2 separate regions of the Ovis aries genome follow, and region 1 is linked to region 2. A link is a contact called in public Hi-C data. All regions are on one chromosome and are shown on one strand. The core of a region is the stretch at or near the end of the contact, and the rest is flanking DNA. Distances in the headings are between cores, read along the strand shown.

Region 1 (2,700 bases), core at 48-2,547, 260 kb before region 2:
CGTGCGTGCACGCGCGCACGCGCGCGTTATGTATTTGCCTGGCTGAGTTCCTGAGTCAGAGAGAATTATGAATTCTTTCTGCTGACACTGTTATAAGGTGAAGAAAAGGTTGAAGCTGACTGGTTTGCCTAATCAGAACTTTAGAAAAGAATAAAGAAATCTAGCATTTTACAGAGAATCAATGGGAATAATCACCTCTACAACATCACTGCAGGGATGGGCATAGATAGAAGATGACTAGTAAGAAAAACCAGTCATTGGACACTAGATAGAAAACACTTAATGGAAAAGACAGTCACTTACTTGGCCATTTAACTCTTTCTACGTGAGCTGACATGACCTCGATTTTCCTATCTGTAATGTGTGGGTTATAGAAGATCTTAGGGATTGTCTTATTGTTGGTACTAAAAAGTACACTTGGGATTAAGCTAAATCGGCATTGGACTTGGCATTAGAATATCTGAATTCAGGTCCCAGCTCAGCTGTTTCCTAACTGTGCAATTGTGAACCTCACTTTTCTCCGTTTCTGAATCTCTCTGGGTCTCAGTTTCCTTAGATGTAAGATGCGCTAGTAACATTCATAGGTTGTTGTGAAAACAAAGATCAAGAAAGTGAAAGTAGTCTTTTGGAGGGAAAGAGCCTCAGGAGTTTACAAGGGTAACTGAGAGGCTATAAACACTGTCACAGAATATGGTCATCAGGGAACTGGACCGGTCACTAAATTAAACATGGGTCCCTGCTGCCCGAAGAGAAGATTGAAAGTCACCATCCAGCAAAAGGCCCCAAGAGTTCTCCTGTTGCCATAACTCCAATGTGGACCAAAATACTTGATCAGCTGAAATCAGCCTCCTTGGTTTTGCCTGGAGAAGCCAGCAGCGGTCTGTCCTTTTCCAGAGAGCTTTGCTTTGTATGCAGGGAGGTAGGGCAAAGAAAAGGAGGGGAAAAAAAAAAAAGAAAGAAAGAAACCAATTCAGGAGCTTGGAGTCCAAAGAACAAAACAAGTGAAATGTGTGTTTGTGGGCTGAGGACAAACAGAACAGAATCCTCAGTTCCTTGCCAGTCCTCAGGGCCGGGCCTCTCTGAGCAGGCTAAGGAAACACTTTCATGGCAGGGGAGAAGGGTGTGGCGGGGAGGATCACTGCACCAGGGGGATACATGGGGTGGATGTGGGGGGATGCTCTCAGGGCCACTTAGCGTTCCTTCTGCTTCTTCCCAGCCTGCCTGAGCACAGCGGAGAAGCAGCGAGGAGGCAGGGCAGCAGCCCAGGAAGGCGGAGGAGGGCAGTCCTCAGCAGAGCCTGCAGTGGGGTTACTCCCGGTCAGTGCCCTCCTGTCCCCGGCTCCAGTTACAAGATCGCTGTAGTCTCTTTTGTTTAACATGAAAAGGAACCACAGCGATCAGCTGCTTGAGAAGTGGGTGGAAGAGGCAAATAAAAAAAAAAAAAAAGAGAGAGAGAGAAGAGAGAAGTAGAGAAAGATCATGTCAGCTTCCAACACCCAGATATTCTTCTTAAAAGGACCCAAGAAGGGTCTCCCAGCCCTGACCCTATTCCAGGGGCAACGGCCTAGAGAAACTGTGGCCAGATTCTCACTCCTGGCTTTACTCGGCTTAAGCAGGACCTTGTATAAACATGACTGGGAAACATCTCTCCGCCAGAAAAGAGCTAGGAACAAACATACTCAGGTGTCTTCTAGGGTAGTTTTTGTTGTTTCAGGGTTTTTCTGATGCTAGGGCTCCACTTTCTTCTTCAAGGATAGCTCCTGCCTACTTCACTGAGATAGCTGGACCCTCCTCAGGAAAACCAGGGCTTCCCTGGGAAGTTCAGGATTCTGGAGAAGGGGGTAAGACAGGGTGACCTGGCTGCTCCCTGGGGTGACTCCTTAGAGCAGATTAGAGGAGGCTGGGAGCCGGGGTGCACACAGCTTCGGGAACTCCTGCTGTTCATCTGGGCCAGGGTTCCCAATCCAGAAGTTTCCTTCTCTACAGTGAGGGCTTGCCAAGGATACTGATACACTCTTGAAAGATTCCAAGTTCTAGAGTCTGGCTAACTTGGTTCCTATCTCAGTTTCAGAATTTTCCAGTTACAGGCCCTTGGAGGCTTAAATTCTCCAACCCTACATTCTTCTGTAAATGGAGATAGCTATACTAGGGGGTGGATTAGGTAAACAGTAATGACAGTATAGAATGCCCTGAATACTGACTCACACATACTGGAAGAGAATATTTGTTGTTGTTCAGTTGCTCAGTCATATCCAACTCTCTGTGACCCCATGGACTGCAACAAGCCAGGCTTCCCTGTCCTTCACTATCTACTGGAATTTGCCCAAACAGAAAATACAAGTGGAGAAATTAAACAAGTTCAAAACAAAACAAATGTTGATAAGGTCTTAGCTGACACAAGTGAAGAGTTCCTTAGAGAAACTACAATATTTAGGGTTGTGCTTCCTGATCTTTTATGGCAAGTCCTGGGGAAGCCAGAGTCTTCTGAGACCCACGGGACCATCACAGCTCCAGGAACTACATAGTCCTTATTCTACATAGAACGGAATTTGATTAATTTGATTAATTAATTAATCAACAAATTTCTAAACAGCTACTGAAGTCAAAACACTAGAGCTGTAGTTCCAAGTAGTAATATTTCTCAGGGCTCCTTGAAGGCAGGAATCTGTAATAAAAAGAGATGCTGTACAAAGACAGGAT
Region 2 (2,700 bases), core at 144-2,643:
GAAAAGCAAACAGAGTAGGTGGAAAAGGAGAAGAGGAGTGTGGTGATTAGTTGCATCTGAATACAAGGACAGACAGACAGGGAAAAGCAAGTCATATTTTTGGAGGAAAAGTCCAGGCCACACTCAGAGGTGACAGTGAGCATTTTCCAATCACTTCACAGTCATGGTTAATGCCGCTCTGTGCCAGGCTCTGTGACAGAAGCCAAGGGTACAGAGATGCGTTTGATTTGGGCTAGAGGGGATCCAGTCATGAGTTAACAGGCAATGCTAATACAGCACTGTGGAGGATTAAGTCCTTTACAGCACTGTGGAGGCCCAGCAAGGAAAGAAACTCCACCCAGTATATTTGGAAGCTGTACTAGAAAGCTTAGAGCCAGGTGCCAGGATGTAGGATGCAGAGCTTGCGCTGTCTTGGGTCACCTGGATAAACCACCTCCATAATATGTCACAAAAAGACAAGGTTCAAAGGAGCACTGCAGAGTCCAACAAATATCCACATGCCAAACAAATGAAGCAAAGGCATAAATTCTGAAAGAAGTAGTGGGTCAAAAACCCAGCAGCTATAAGAATTAGGGGTACGGTGGCAGGTAGGCAGCTGGAGAGCCCAGATCAACCAGCAGAAGCCAGAACAGAGCAGGTAGAGATGGACAAAAGGGACCTAGACATGCCAGGGTCTTCATGCCATGCCATCTTCCCTACCTCACAGCTTTGTCCCTCATCTTATTTCCTAACAGCTGACATGCTACCAGCCTTAAGAATCAGGAAGTTGCTGACTTTGGTGCCCCCTAGTGCTGGGGAAGACCGGTCCAGAGTTAAGCATTTAATGCTAATACTTCTATACTCTGCCACCATCCAGCTGACCTTCCCAGGATGAGCTAACAGTCTTCCTCTAAAAGGAAGTGTCCAGCTCCTTTTCTCACTCGCATTTCTTCCTGGAAACATTCCATCCAGAGCTTAAGGCTGCCAGTGACCTGACACTGTTGATGATTTCACAGTCTCCCTCTGGGAAATGAAGTGACTTAGCAGTCATTAAGACCAAGATAACAGTGCAAGTTGTCAGTGGTTCCTTGCAGAGCAGAGAAATGTCAAGGCTGTTGGGTGTCTAAATGGAGTCACAGGTCCTAGGGTTAATGTAACAGGGGGAAAAAAAAAAATGACAGTGTACAGAGTTGAAGGCTAGTCCAACAATTATCAAGTCCCCAGGGAGTCTCCATAAAGACTTGTTGACTCTGTTCTAACAATAGGAAGGGTGGTATGCTACACCATAGTTCTTCCTTCCTGATTTCCAGCATACTGACCTACACTCCTATACTGGACATTACCAGTGGACAATCACTGCTGTGCTTTTAATATATTAGATATCCATAAGCCATCCATGTTTGGCCAAAACCCCTCCTCAGAGGAACTATTCACCCCACCCCATCCATATGGCAAATTCCTACATGGCCTTGTCTTCCCCAGCACATTTGGTTAGTTAGGGATGAAGCTCTTGATCCTGGGAGAGCTAACCAGAGCCCTTCTTTACGATTCTCTCAACTGGAATAAGAGAATCAGTCTATGCTTATCCACACTGCATGCCCCTCTACTTGCTCTAGTGTTTCTCAGCCACTGCAACTGAGGTCTACTTGGTCTGTTTCTCTGGATTCCAACTCACTGCATCATTCTTGGCTATTTCTTCACTATCAATATGTCTTCAAAGTATTCAGAGCCTCCAGCCAGCAAGATAAGTTAGCCACTGCCATCCAGCATCAAGGGCTGAGCCTAGAAAAGCATAATAAATCTGCGAATGTTGTATAGTACAGTACAGACTAGAACTGCCACCAGAAGTCAGAAAAGGGAAAAATCAGTGTGGGGTCTTATCAAACAAATGGCTAGAATTTAGAGAGATAGAAAGGGCATTCTAATCTAGAAAAAATAATGACAATGAAGCAGAAAAGAGCTTAGGTCCAGAGGTCTGCAGACAAGAAATGAACTTGACTGGAGTGAGTCCTGTAAGAATGGGACCGTAGAGCTCTGTGGAAAGCTGCAGAGTTGGGGTTCCGTTCTACAGTATGGGGTTAAAGTTTTCCAGAACACAGCTGACTTCAAGAGATACTGAGTAAAATTCAGACGGCAAGAGGGCAAAACTGACTACTATGCTCAGAAACGATTGGTAACCCAAGATAAAAATAAGTACAACACATCCAATTACAGAATGATCATTCATGTAACAGAGATATCATTTGTCAGACTGCTTATGCCTGTATAGAAGGACATATAACAGTTTGTGCAGTTTATGCTCACGAACTCCCAAAGTATGGTGCGAAGGTTGGCCTGACAAATTATGCTGTGGCACACTGTACTGGCCTGCTGCTGGCCTGCAGGCTTCTGAATAGGTTTGGTATGGACAAAATTTACGAAGGCCAAGTCGAGGTGACTGGAGAGGAATACAATGTGGAAAGCGTTGATAGTCAACCTGGTACCTTCACCTGTTACTTCGATGCAGGACTTGCCAGGACCACTACTGAGAATAGTTTCTGGGGCCCTGAAGGGAGCTGGCAATGAAGGTTTGTCTATCCCTCACAGTATCAAATGGTTCCCTAGTTATGATTCAGAAAACAAAGAATTCAGTGCTGAGGTACACCGAAAGCACATCATGGGGCAGAATGCTGCAGATTACATGTGTTATCTGATTGAAGAGGATGAGGATGCCTACAAGAA

Evidence for each region. A called contact is a pair of places that touch in the nucleus more often than the background predicts.
Region 1: a contact with region 2 is called in a Hi-C map of omental adipose tissue, with 2.0 times the contacts expected there. The contact joins two enhancer-like sites. A contact is called at or near these places in 4 of 16 Hi-C or Micro-C datasets (hypothalamus, muscle, omental adipose tissue and 1 more).

The regions. Positions count from the first base shown.
Region 1 is chr2:18,154,943-18,157,642 of ARS-UI_Ramb_v3.0, reverse strand. All of the region lies in intron 7 of ABCA1 (ATP binding cassette subfamily A member 1), which reads right to left. Among named protein-coding and RNA genes, the nearest start is that of ABCA1, 54 kb to the right of the region's middle. Within about 2 kb of position 1,297, at least 41 of the 54 cell types and tissues checked have an H3K27ac peak or open chromatin away from gene starts, as enhancers often do.
Region 2 is chr2:17,896,289-17,898,988 of ARS-UI_Ramb_v3.0, reverse strand. It overlaps the pseudogene LOC105606854. Among named protein-coding and RNA genes, the nearest start is that of SLC44A1, 98 kb to the right of the region's middle. Within about 2 kb of position 1,393, at least 5 of the 54 cell types and tissues checked have an H3K27ac peak or open chromatin away from gene starts, as enhancers often do.